Linked DNA regions of Sus scrofa: region 2 is linked to region 1. A link is a contact called in public HiChIP or PLAC-seq data. All regions are on one chromosome and are shown on one strand. The core of a region is the stretch at or near the end of the contact, and the rest is flanking DNA. Distances in the headings are between cores, read along the strand shown.

What was found. HiChIP or PLAC-seq counts read pairs in DNA pulled down with a chosen protein or histone mark.
Region 2: a contact with region 1 is called in an H3K27ac HiChIP or PLAC-seq map of alveolar macrophages, with 4 times the contacts expected there. The contact joins the enhancer-like site here to the promoter of PMAIP1 in region 1. A contact is called at or near these places in 1 of 5 promoter capture datasets (liver), 6 of 47 Hi-C or Micro-C datasets (alveolar macrophages, blood, embryonic fibroblasts and 2 more) and 1 of 2 datasets of contacts at active chromatin or transcription factors (alveolar macrophages).

Annotation. Positions count from the first base shown.
Region 1 is chr1:161,182,431-161,189,922 of Sscrofa11.1, forward strand. PMAIP1 (phorbol-12-myristate-13-acetate-induced protein 1) reads right to left here and starts at 5,708. Exons shown (of 2, transcript NM_214147.2): 1 at 5,468-5,708; 2 at 2,028-2,864. The coding sequence starts at 5,531. The coding sequence ends at 2,758.
Region 2 is chr1:161,225,620-161,232,594 of Sscrofa11.1, forward strand. No RefSeq gene overlaps it. Among named protein-coding and RNA genes, the nearest start is that of PMAIP1, 41 kb to the left of the region's middle. Within about 2 kb of position 3,637, at least 1 of the 83 cell types and tissues checked has an H3K27ac peak or open chromatin away from gene starts, as enhancers often do. A contact at or near this core is called in alveolar macrophages, where this site is marked.

The DNA of each region.
Region 1 (7,492 bases), core at 4,458-6,957:
TTCAATCCTGGCTATGCAGAGGATTAGGGACACAGGCATAGGGACACAGACAGGATTCCCTCTTCCAGTGACCCTCACATCATGTCATGCACTGACCCCACACTTTATGATGCCAATGCCCCTGTCCTCCAATTCTGTCATCTCCCATTGACTCGGAGGGCAGAAGTGGGTCAAAGATGTGGTTCTTAGATTGAGGTCACACACTTAGGGTATCTTTTGGGTTCTCACACTCAAACAGGAAGGCCACTAGAGTCATACCTACTTCTGCACATGAATAGCTTCAGATGAAGCAATACTTGCTGCTCGGGGCTAGGGCAAAGAGAGAAGCATGAGGTCACCTACATGGAAACTGCACAGCTCCTCTTGCCTGGCAGACAAACCCAGGAGCAGCCAAGGATGGGGTCTCACCTCTAATTAGACCATGAATCTCTGTAGGCTTTTTTTTTTTTTTTTTAACTGACTTTATTTGTTGAGCAGTTTTAGGTTTACAGAAAAGTAAGCAGAAATCACAGAGTTCCCATACACCCTATCATTTCCATCAGTGTGGTATATTTGTTACAATGAGCCGATATTGATACATTATTAGTAATTAAAGCCCATAGTTGACATTGGGGTTCTTTCTTTCTAAGTTCTGTGGGTTTTGACAATACGCAATGGCAAGTGTCAACTATTACAATATCATACTGAATGATTTCACTGCTCTAAAACTCCTGGTTTCTATTCATCCCTCCCTTCCCTCCCTCAGAGTCCCTGGCAACCACCAATCCTTTTACTGTCTCCATAGTTTTTCTTTTCCAGTGTCATGTAGTTGGAATTACACAGTATGTAGCTCTTTCACTTAGCAATATGCATTTAACAGTTTTAGTTTTTTGTTTCTGTTTTTTTTTAGGCTACTTTAAATACATCTCTCCGGGCATCAGTGTGAGGGCCTCAGCAGCATTCAATACCTATGCCTGGCATTCATTTCCAATTTTTCACTACTTCCTTTCCTAATTAAAGTCTAAGTCCCTTGATAGCAGAAATGATGCCAAATGCCCCTATATTTCCCACTCCCACCACAGAACTGGAGAAGAAGGTTTGGTCAAAAGGTACCTGCTGATGGAAATCAGTTAGAATATTTTGGTTTCATAATGAACACTCGGTAGTTTACATTATGAAGAAAACAAACAGAAAAAATGGTGTTGATTTTTAATAGTTCACAGCTACAGTATCATTCATATGTATATATGCATAAATAGTTAGATCATAAATATTCACATGGCAAAATAGCGGCCTCTAGGCAAACCAAAAAACAAACAAAAAAAAAATCTTTGTAACTAAATAAACTAACAGCTTTAAGTAATACTGAAGAAAAACAGATGCTGAGGTAATTTTTCATCTAAAGTGACTATAGCCTATATTAAAACATTCTTATTGTAAGAGTTAAAGTAGTTATGAAGCCCTTGCCTCATAAGCCAAAAATTCAACTTTAACTAAATACACATTTTTAAACTAAACAGAAAATATTTTAATTATAAATAGGTAACATAAATAAAGTTATTCCTATTGAAATTTCATCATGACATTCTTTTTTTATATGTTTGGGGACTTCGTTGATAGCCTGGCCTTTTAATAATAACAAAAAAACAGAGTTCATAAAACTTAGAATGTACAGATTACTGTAATGCTACATACATAGCACATAATGTATACTCTAATATATATGTATATATATGGATGGATGGATATCATAGGAATTTTTAGACATTAAAAGATTTTCATTCTGGACAAGTCATCTGTTCATATATATATCCCAATTATGAAAACATGCTTAATTTCTCTTGAAAGATCACCCTTATACAATGCATACCAACTAGTATGAGAAAGGATGCTCGACAGATTTTAGAAACTTCTTTAGAAACACATTCGTTTTCTTACTAAGTTATATTTATTTTACTAATAAATATTTGTTTTACTAAGTTTATATTACAGCAATAAAAAAAACTGTCACTTTTTTTCATTATTCTTGGTTATACAAAATCCCCATGCTCTTTATCTTTTTAATATTCAAACTGAAAGAATTTTACTGATACCAAGTAACACTTCCATCAAATTTTTTCAAAATATATAACTTCCTAGTTAATTCCCATAAGAACACATTTAATAAAAGGTCATCGGCACAGAAACAATACATTTTGAGTCAAAAAAAAACCTAGCAAATTATATTTTGTAGTGACCTATGCAATCAACATTCATTATGACATTCAGTGTTCTCATGAAAAAAATCCTTACTTTTAACAAGATAATATATATAAACTAAATACTACACATTGCTCTGGAGCTGCCATACAAAAGCAGAAACAAACATTGAACATATTCTGTTTCTTGACCCTTGCCCATAAGCTAATCATTTGGCAACTCCTTTTACACCAAGCTGGGCAGCAACCTTCAGCAAAAAGACTAGAACAAGACTCTAAAGCAAAAACCAAATGTATAAATAATAACTCCCCTATTTTCATAACTCTCCCATTCCTGCTTCAAAATTAACAAAGTCATTTTTTAATGTTCTTGCATCCGAAACATCGACTTCTGGAAAACCTTCAGCAGAAACTCATTTTTGACCCATCCGTCTTCGATTCCTAGGGCATCCAAAAGCAAGTGAGAGCTCCTTCACATTCTTCTCCATTACAAGGCATTCTCTCCTCTAACTGATGAAATCTGCACCTACTGGGGAATCTTCCATTTTAAAGGAGTCTCCTCATTCACAAGCTTCTGAAGTCAGGTTCCTAGGCGGAAGAGTTTGGCTATCAGATTCAGAAGTTTCTGCCGGAAGTTCAGTTTGTCTCCAATCCTTCTGAACTGAATGGCACACTCGACTTCAGGATCTGAAAAAGAAAACATCAAAGTTATCCTGACAACATTGCAAACGGCAACCAGCAAGAGTTAAAACGTTCATCCCAGAGACAAGTTGAGTGTTTATCCCAGCGTTTACCTTTTAAGCACACTTGTTTTCTAAAATGTGAGAAAGGCTACTTGCTGCCCCTCTCAAACACACACACGTGACATACACCAATACACGGTGATTCATAAACAACCAAAAGTTAAAGAATAAAGACATTTATTTTGCAATCCTGGATGAGGCAAATGTTATCTTACTTTCAAATATAGACATTTATGTCACACACCACAAACAGCAAGCCTTTGCCAACCCAACTGATGTCATCCTTTTCTTTCTCATTTAAAATTGGTTAGAGACAAGTCAAATTCTAAATTCTTCTATGTTGTTTTTGAGTATAATTTATTTTGTAAATGGCAACCAATAATTCATAGCTCAAATTATGCCCTCATACTAGGCAAATCTAAATGTATTCTTAGCCTCATGAAATTTTCTCTTGAAGGATTCATAAAATCTTATTCCAAAATGAAGTCCACATTTTCTAAAATAATTATAAGTTTACACATGAGTCTAAGCCAAAGTCTCCCCAAACTGTACCAATCCATTGCCTTTATGGAGATAAGTGAAGCACAAAATAAGTAATATTTAATTCATATACTTACTACTTTTTAAGATATTGTATGGGGGGGAATCTTTATAATCTAATTTCCAAGTGAACTTTTTAAGTAGATGGAATTAACACCAAATCTATACTGGTCATAATTTCAATTTTCTTGGATATTTCCAAGAACAATTCCGCTTCTTTTTGGTTCAATTCAACATCATGATTATAAACACTAAAAATTATGACTGTAAGTTAAAATCTGATTTATTTTATAAGCAGACCCTGCAGATAGCCTATTTAGGCTCAGATAAACAAAAACTGTAAATATATATTAAAGTGGATTTTTAAACCTACATTTCAACCAATTTATCTTTTCCTAAGAGCTGAGTTAAATTTTCATAATTCCTAAAAAAAAAAACTTTATATAATCTCTGAGACCTAATAAATCTCTTGTAAGCTATCTTTCTTTATAGGCTACGGCGTCAAGCATTTGGAGAAGTATCTACAAAGACATGTTTTTTTCAGTGAGTGGAATATATTAACATGCTATCCTAAAAAACAAAAACAGAAACAAATTATCACTTAGCATACAATTTTGGAAGCCCTGAATTGTAAGAGGAAAAACTATCCCTTTCATTAAAAAGGGCAGATAATAGCACCTAGTTCTTTCCTTTTTGTTTTTTACATCTATAAATGTATTAATTTTTTGTTACATCTATAAATGTATTAATAAAAAATGTAACTGTGTGGTGATCGATGTTAACTAAACTTACTGTGGTAATCATGTCATAGTACACACATATATCAAATCATGGTGTACATCTAAAACTAATACAATGTTACATGTCACTTATACCTTAATTTTGGTTTTGTTTGTTTTTTTGTTGTTTTTACTGTATTACTGTCTAACCAAGTTTAAGAGGGACCTTTCTGCTGTCTCTTATTAATAGGGAGTAAGTCGGCTCTTGAAGATGATGGGAAATTTTTTGAAACATGGCCAGATTTCTGGGCCAGCACAAAAGACGGGCAAAGTTTCTTCCCTCCCAAGCAAGAGTCAAGAGAGCAGCCTGGTGCCAGCTTTGCCATGACCACACGGGCAATGCACCACTTCCTTTGAGCGGTCCATGGGCTCTAAAAAGTTAAACTAAGTATAAAACGGCCTATTACCATCTGATGTAACAGCAGTATGACCCACACAGATTTCCAGCTCAGAGACTTATTTGCCTTCTTTGCAACTGCTCCTTAGGAGCAGATGGCTGCTCCATTTGATAAGATTTATAAGGAAACCGACCTTAAATTATTTGATGAGGTACACGGATGGGGAAGGGCAGAGGAACGGGTGGATTGAAAAACATTGCGGACCAACTCCTGTTCTCCTACCCCATTTCTGCAGCTAATATCGATTGTTAAAATGTTACACTTCTAACAAAGAAGAAAAACTTTCTATTATCCTGATTTCACCAGTCCTTGTGGGACCTCCAACCCCTCCGTCAGTTTTTTGTGGAAGGCCTGTGATAGTATCAAGCATTATTACTGCCTGGGGTAGGGGGGTAAGGCTCAAAAGATCCAGAATACGGGAGGGAGAGGGCCTCCCTCAGAAAACGCTGGGAGGCCAGGAAGCTCCTGGAGCCTCTCTCGGCCCCACCCGCCATGGCAATGACTTTCTCCGCGTGGCTGGCGCCCGTACTTGCTCTTTTTCTTCCCATGGCCCAGGGGCAGAACAAGTGGGGATGGGAAAGCTGATCTCAGCATCCTCTGAAATGCTGCTGCATCCCAACCCTAAGCCGGACTCCCTCCCTGGTCATATCCACGGTCCGCGGTTAAACCCCTAAAGAACTTCCTGCCGGCGCCCCTAAAACATGTGCAAGGGCACAGCGCCGGCCTGACCTTGAGGCCCGGCGCACATGGGGTGACTCCGCCCGGACCGAGACCTCGACCCCAGCCTCCGCCCCGGGTCAGGATCTCCGCGGGCCCCAGCTGCTCTCTACCTGGCGGGAGGGCCACCCGCGTAGGGTTCGTCTGAGTGTTCCTACGAGACCTCCTTCCAGGCATCTCCGCAAACAGCAGCCGGAACTTTGCCGCAAAACTCCGAGAACTCAGTCCCCGGACCCGAGCACCTTGGCTCTGCAGGTAGCAGGCTGCGCGCGGGGCGGTCGGGCAGAAGCGAGCAAGCGGGAGAGAGCTAGAAAAGCAACACCCTGAACGCCCAAAAGCCTCTGAGGTTGGCGCTCCCGCCGCTGCCCGCGCTCCGACCTAATGGGGACTTCCCAGTGACGTAGAGAAACTTGACGCCGGGCCCGCCCCTGTCCCCGCCCCCTCGGACCAGCGCGCAAAGGGGCGGGGGGAGCGAGTAACTGGCCCAGCGCAGCGCGCGGTGCAGCGCGACCCGCCGGGACCCGCTGGCGACCTGCGGCGGCGCCGATCCGCGGCGGGGGGCGCCGGGAGCTTGGCGGGAGAGGCAAGGCCCAGCCTGGAAATTACTTCCTTGACAAACGAGTCAGCTGCAGACTTGTCGGGGTGTAGGAGTCGCGAGCGGAGAAAGGTTCTCCTAGCAGAAGGTTGGGGATGGGGAATCCTGGAGCTTCGTCCTTATCAGAAATGGGCAATTAGCGACGTCTGTAAACAAACCCCGAAAAGAGTTTAGAAGAGGACAGTTTTCAAACTCCGAGAACTTAGGAAGTTTCTGGGACGTGAAATGAAGAAAACTTTAATAACCATAGAGATGGTACCAGAAGCCAAGTGAGAAAAGTACCAGATTGAAACTGAAACTATTGGGAAATTGTTGCAAATTGAAAACTCGGAGCACGCGAGCAAACACTTTAGATTTGGGAGGGGGAGGGAATGTGAATGAGGGAGGGGGCTAACTAATTCACGGCTGGGTTGAAAAAGTAGAGCGTTTATTCCCCATGGGTCTCCTGACCATTGTAGATGTTTAGTAACACAAAAAAAGAGTAGGTCATCGTGTAGAAAACTTTCAATGCTTTGGTGGAGGAAAGAATGAGGAATCTGGGAATAGGAAGTTATTTGCACGATGTTTGGCTGGCACTTGAATACTTTTGTTTTTGTAAAAAGGAGGAGTCATTTGGAATGGTCATAGGTATTGAGGACCCCTTCATGCTAAGGGATTCCGCAGGCATTTCCTATTCTGTCCTCAGAACTACCCTACCAAGCTGGCATTCTTAGCATCGTGTGGCCACTTTAGATCGTGTGGTTCAAAAGCTGAAATTTGCAGAGATCGAGTTGCCTCAGCTCACACAGGCAGAGATCAGTGGCAGAATCTGAACCCTGGCAGGCCCATACCGAGCAAGCCCTCTTACCCACTGCCGCCTTACCAGGAATCAGTGTTTTAGAAAAAGAGTGTTCTTTTATTATCTGCCCTGAATAATGCAGAGGCTGTAAATTGGTTGCTTAGAGCTCCATGACTTTCTAGAAGTGCTTGGTTTGGTTCTCCGTATTGGTCTACCAGATGTCTTGTGAAAATTCGAATTGGTTTTCCAACATTTAAAAATGGAGAGATTACATTAAAAGTCCAGATTTCTGGCTTCCTTTAGGAAATCATTAGTTCCTGACAACGCAGGATCCGTTTTCCTAAAGAGCAGAGCGGGCTGGAGGCTGCCATTCCCCGTAGAGAGACATTGGGCGGGGTCACTCAGGTTGGCCACGCTCCCTGCTGTTTGTTTTTCTCATTTACTTGATCTGGCCCCAGTAGGCATTTGAACTTGTTTGTTTACCTTAAGTCACTCAATCAACACAAACCTGCAGGTTTTTATTTGTGGCTTGGTCCTGCAGAAATGTAGACAATGCTATAAGCATGGAACAAAACTACTCTTGAATTTAAACAATTTGGTTTTGAGTGTGATGAACACCCAGGGATAAGAATACACAAAATTCAGGAGTTAACCACCACATGTCACAGGAAGCCCAAGAGAGATGCAGCTTATCTTGAACCTGGTAGCCCCCCAAAATTCTCAAGGCTCTTTTTGACTGACACCGTTGGATCCCTGATTAGATAA
Region 2 (6,975 bases), core at 2,387-4,886, 41 kb after region 1:
CTGGGGTCTGGTCTGGTGGCCAAGGCTGAAGGTCTTGCACAGGGCAGTTACCTGACCAGTCCACCAAGAGGTACGTGAACCTGCCTCAGGGCTGAAGAGGTAAGAGAACAGAGGAAAGAGGGAAACTCTGCTCCCCAAGAACTATACTGGGGTCTCCCCGCTCCACCCCGCACCACACAGTTTCATTTCTTCCCAAGGTAGGTGAAGTCAGAGAGCCCCTTCCGACTTTTCCCCTTCTGGGTCCCTTGCCTTGAGGTTCCCTTCTCATTCGGGTCACCCCTCACGTTGGGTCCCAGCTGGCCCCAAAGGGGACCACCAGGGTGCCTCAGCTGCCCACCCCTCCACCTCTGCCCACCCAGAGGAGGATCCCTCCCCAGGAAGCAGCCAGGCTCCAGCTTTCATTTTCCTGCCTCCACCAGCCCAAACTCCTTGCTGCGTCTTTCAAACTGATAATTTTGTAAACTAAGCCATGGTGAAGGGAAAGGATTGGAAGACTCCATAAAAGGGATGTTTGTGCATGTGAAAGGTAGTTCACTGCTTTGGCCTTCTTTGCCTTGCAGGGATGTTTTAACTGAAGGAATTTCCCAGGTAGAGAATAGCTCCAGGGTCGGGGTGCGTGGGACCATTGTGTGTAAATAGAGCCGCACAATCTCGGTCTGCACCGCAGGGAGCAGGGAATGTGGCTCAAACTTCAGGCCTCACTTTTGGATCCTCGATGTTCTCTGCAAAGAACCAGCTCTAAAATCATCTCATGGTAACAGAAAGATGTTCCTCAGTCAGCTTCAAACCTGTGTTTGTTATCAGACCACACAGCCTGTGGGGCCCCAATCGTTTTTAGGGATTCTATAATTACTGTTTGATTTTGAAATCCTATTTTAGCATGATTATATTGTATTTTTGTTTTAAATGTATTTGCTAAATATGTACATTTCAAATATTTCATGGTTTTGGAATTTATTTCTCCCAACTTTTTATTTTGGAAATGGGAATCCCCAGAAGCATAGAAAGATAATAATGAACATAGCTGTCACCAGATTCATCGACTGACTGTTAACCTTTGCCAATTCTCTTTATCTCTATGCATGCATAAGTGTATGTAATATATATATATGAAAAAATATATAATATATATGGAAACATATACTATTATATTATGGAAATATATGGAAACACACACACATACACATACTCGTTTTCTTGCTATAACATTAAGTTGCAGAAATCATAGTGCTTCACCCCTAAATACTTCAGTATGTATTTTCTGAGAATAAGGACATTTTCCTAATAATAATGCTTTCATTATAACATATCATCACATCATAGCAAGGGTACATGGTATCAACAAATGGGGAGTTATGCTCCCTTAAAGGTGGAGTAGCTACAAAAATTAGTTGGAATTCCTTTGTTCAAGAGATTTCTCTCTTCTCCCCTATTTATTGATGGAGTGTTAAATTAATTCTACAGGAGCCCATTAGGCTGTGGTGGCTTTAATGCTGTGGCCGCCTATGGAAGCAAATCAAAACCTAAGCTTGTTAATGCCTCAAAGTTACAAAATTGAAACCTAAGGACAACAAATTATCAACAGCCAATTAGGCTTTAGGTTATAGCCAATCAATATTTTCCTTACTCTGGGAGTTCCCGTCGTGGCGCAGTGGTTAACGAATCCAACTAGGAACCATGAGGTTGCGGGTTCGATCCCGCCTTGCTCAGTGGGTTAAGGATCCTGCTGTGAGCTGTGATGTAGATTGCAGACACGGCTAGGATCCGGCGTGGAAGCGGCCCTAGAAAAGGCAGAAAGACCAAAAAAAAAAAAAATTTTCCTTACTCTGTTTCCACCTTTTCTCTATAAAAGTCCCTTCCCTGCTCCCATTGGTGGAATCCTCCTCACTACTTCCCCTGTGGTGCTGCCTCATTCAAATCAATTTTAGTTCAAATAAACTCTAAATTTTATACTAGGTTGTAGTTTATCACCTAACAGTTCTCAATCATGTACCATGTCAGCATGAATTCATGGATGTTCGTTTTATACTTAGGGTCATAATCCAAAACAGTTTTATTTACTTTTTGCTCCACCTGAAACAGCGTTGGCCCTGGAGATCTTCCAATGCTTCCTGTGTCCTTTTATATACTGCCATCCTTGTGGGGGTTTGGGTTAGGTTTTTTAAATTTTGTTTCAAACTCTTTCTCACTTTCTGGTGGAGTAAGACGCTCTTGGCTCATCTGGTATAGTTGCTGGCTGAGTCCTAGACTCAGCCATTTTTCCAAGGAGCTCTGCTGCCTTGAATTGGAGAATGAGATTTGAAACCAAGCTCTGAGGGCTACGTATGCTAGCTGCCACTGGAGTGTCATTCCTTCTAGGCCCTCTCATCCGACAGAGGAAGGAAATATATGTGTGTATACTAAACTCTGTATTTACACCTATGTATAAATATTTCCCTGTGTAATCACCTGTGTCTACATGACTCTGAACATGAGTTCACACTGATGTCGGCAATTCAAGTCCATTACCACATGCTCCCCTTGCTTATCTGTAACCTCTTGTTCCAGCAGTGAGAGGCCTGACTCCTACCACCTGCCATCTACTTAACTTCATTCTTTATTGACGTTTTAAAGATGTTGGTATTTTTAAATGTTTAAATTTTCAAAGAATTCTAAATGTGGGTATTCATTACTGCCATTATTCTTTTGATGCTCAAAACGTCCCAAATTTGGCCAGTGGGATCCCTTCCAAGCTGGGTCCTATTACACATCCCTTCAGTCTTTGAGCATCTCATTGCTTTCAGCACAAGCAGATATTCTAGATTCACCTGTGGTTTATTTTAGGCATAAAATCAGTCATGTTTTCAAGGACCCCTAATGCCTTTTAATAAGGAAGTTATTGGATTTAGAAAACAAGACCAGGGTGCCTGGCGTGTAAATTGCTACTGACTTTTTACTATTTTTCAGCCTTTTTAGTGGGCAGAACCCATCATATCTATACAACAGCTTCAATCTTCTGAGTGATGTAGGAATCAAAGGCTCCAGTGACTGGTTTAAAGGTCTCAAATCTACATTTCCCTTTGTCAGAACAGATTTTCTTTTACCCTGAATTTCTGTCTCTTAGGTTGCAAATCTGGGGTACCTAAAATGTTAATTTGGATTTGATGTAAGGATCATATGCTACATACAATATAATTAATCTTTGAGTGAAATGGTTTTTTTTTTCCTTCCTTTTTAGGGCCGTTTCCATGGCATATGGAAGTTCCCAGGGTAGGGGTTGAATTGGAGCTACAGCTGCCGGCCTACACCACAGCTCACAGCAACACAGGATCCTTAATCCACTGAGCGAGGCCAGGGATGGAACCCTCATCCTCACGGATACTAGCCGGGTTGGTTAGCTCTGAGCCATGTTGGGAACTCCAAAATAAAATTTTAAAATACTCCTTTGAGAAGTTGTTTGAGGTTACCAGAATAACTCTTATGTATAAAGTAGATACCACAAATCTAGACACAGATACCACTGGTTATCATTCCAAACGACATCTTAAAGGCGGGAAAGCTAATTATGATCTAGGGATGCTAAAGGCCATCTTGGAGCAGCCTAGTTATTAAGCTTTCTGGCAAGTGTTCCAGTCCAAGATTATGTTTCTGCAGCATTTCTGCCCTCTAGTGGCCAAATCATGGCAGTGGAAAAGGTGGAGAAAAGTACACTGAAACACAATCAGGAGTAGATCTGTACCCATTTCAGTGTGTAAAACTAGTCCTGCCAAAAAGATATCTAGTCTCCTAATCATCTTGTAGAAATAATTAGAAGATTAGTCAATTAAAAGGTACAAAATAAGATGGGAATCTCACACATAACTACAGGTTTTGTTTGTTGTTTTTACTTACTGGCAAAATTTGAAATACTGCCCAAACTCAGGAAAGGCACATGAAAAATGAATAAGCAAGATCTATTTCTGGGAGAAGAAGTGGGTATAACCTTTCAAGAAGATACTTTGGCCATAGGGTTCAACATGTGACATGTTAATATTGTTTGACCTAGGGATTCCATCATTATTATGAAGAATCTATTCACACAAAAGCCGAAAGATGTATGTATATAGGAGAACATTCATAGTTTACAAGGAAAACATTGAAAATGACCAATGTTCCAAAATAAACATCTGATTAAATAAATATGGTTCATACATACAGTGGAATATTGTAGATCTGTACCTGACAATAAATTGCTGAGTGAAAACAGATTATAAGAATAAATAAGAGTTCCCATTGTGACTCAGCAATTAACGAATCTGACTAGCATCCATGAGGATGCGGGTTCGATCCTTGGCCTCGCTCAGTGGGTTAAGGATCCTGTGTTGCCCTGAGCTGTGTTGTAGGTCACAGATGCAGTTCGGATCTGGCATTGCTGTGGCCAGCAGCTACAGTTTCGATTCAACCCCTAGCCTGGAAACCTCCATATGCCGAGGGTGTGGCCCTAAAAAGCAAAATAAATAAATAAATAAATAAAAGTTTTGTATTTATTAAAGATATATGTCTGTGCATGTTTGTATATGTATAACACAGGAAGATGTCTGCAAGAATGAATACTAGATAGAATGTTCACAGTGGTTGTCTCTGAATTTGAATTGTAGGTAATTTTTACCATCTTCTTTGTATTTTTTTGTATTTTTTAAATAAATAGATGAACAAGTACTTTTTTTTAGATTAAAAAAGTGCTATATTTAAAATTAAGCAGGAGTCCTTTTGTGACACAGCAGGTTAAGGACGCAGTGTTATCACTTTAGTGGCTTGGATGGTTGCTGTAGCTTGGGGTTTGATCCCTGGCCTGGGAACTTCCCTGTGCGATAGGCACGGCCCAAAATAAATCAAATCAAATCAAAAAGAATAAATACAATTGGTGACTTAAACAGTAAATAAATGAAATTTCACATTTTGTTAAAAATTGTTTTCTTAAAACCCATGCTGAAATATTACCCATGAATAAAAAGAAATGAACTACTGATTCATGGAACCACACTTTTTGTCTCAAAAACATCATGCAGTGTGAAATAAGCTGGACATACTTTCATTTATATCCCATTATAAAGGAGGTGGAACAAATCTGTATTGATGGTAAACACATCAATGGTCATCCGGGGCTCTGGGTCTGGATTCACTTCGAAGAGACACATGCAAAAAATTTTTGGAGTGATGGAAATATGCTATAGCTTGATTGGAGTGTGACTACACAGGTGAAATATATTATGCAACCGTACACTGGAGATGGATCCATCGAACACATTAAAGCCAAGCTGCTCACCAGAATCTCCACGGCTCATGGAGACAGTGTGATTGTCTTGGCATCCCTAATCTCTAGCTGGGTGGATTTTTGTTTGTTTGTTTTTTTGTCTTTTTGCCATTTCTTGGGCCGCTCCTGCGGCACATGGAGGTTCCCAGGCTAGGGGTCGAATCGGAGCTGTAGCCACCAGCCTACACCAGAGCCACAGCAACGTGGGATCCGAGCCGCGTCTGCGACCTACACCACAGCTCACGGCAATGCCGGATCATTAACCCACTGAGCAAGGGCAGGGATCGAACCCGCAACCTCATGGTTCCTAGTCAGATTCGTTAACCACTGTGCCACGACAGAGCAAGGGCAGGGATCGAACCCGCAACCTCATGGTTCCTAGTCAGATTCGTTAACCACTGTGCCACGACAGGAACTCCTCAAGCTGGGTGTTTTAGACAAGACAGGCCCCAGGCACCCTGGAAATGGGTAAGATATATACTTCCTTCTCCCAAGAACCCACTTCAGTCCCTCATTCCATCCATGACTTCAGACAATAGTATTTTTCACCCCTTCCTAATAAGCAAATGTCCTGGAGCTTTCATTCAGAGAAAGGTGAACATTGTTATAACCAGTATAATGTTTTATACTGCTGGGGGAGGGGAGGGCCACCCTGGGGTGGGGCGGGGGGGGGGAGGGGGAGTGGTTTATCTGTTTATCTGGATTACAATCTAAAGCTGAGGCTAGAGAAAGGAAACCCAGTGAAAGTCAGTAGGGAGAAGCTTCTATGTCGTCAGGGACTTTGGAAGAGCCTACAAGGAGTAGCCCATCTAAGGGTTAACATACCTGGCTTGGGGCCCACTACATCAGTCTAGAGCCTTAGAGCTGCAAAGGACCTCACAAATCATCTGGTATATCCATTCATGGGTTTGGAATCCCAGTTCCTGAAGGCCTCCTGAGGCAAAAAGTGAAGATACAGAAGGGAGCTAGCAAACAGGTCCATCCTCAGGTTGCTGACTGTCATTGTAGGAGATTCCAAGATGGCCATTACAGGTCAGGAATCATCACCTGAATTCTCCAGCCCCTCAAGGCCAATGCCCACAGAAGACCTGGGTGGGAGGGAGAATCACTGGACCTGTCTCCACACATGGTTTGAGGTAGCACTGCCAGCCACACAGGGGCAGGAGCAAAGAAGTTAATCCACTCTGCCCTAGATTTTACTGCTAGAAATCTGGAAAAAGAAAAGATAAGTGATTCTTCTATTGTTTTAAGGCTGGGCAACTCTAAGGAATTTGTTCAGAGGTATGCTAGATAAATTCACAGTTACAAGGGAAGATCCTGTTTTCAGACAATGATCTGTCTACCTGTATTCATTCCAAGGTCACTCTTATCCTCCTGTTTTTGATCCAAGTTACATTTTTAAAGGAAAGAATAAATGTTTATTTCACAAGGATAGCACAGTGAACTCACTTTTGTAACATCTGAACTGCTATTTCCTGGAAGAAACTTGGAAGACAGAATAGAATAGATGGGAAAAAAATTAAAAAAAAAAAATCTCAAGACCTTTATAAAAGATAGCAAAATGACTTCACTCTAATTGGCTGGGTTTGGGCCTGTGAAATTACTACAAGTACTAAATATTCTTTTTAAAAGTCAGGTTTAAAACTTAACACTCAGAGTTCCCATTGTGGTGTAACAAACTGGCATCCATGAAGATGCAGGTT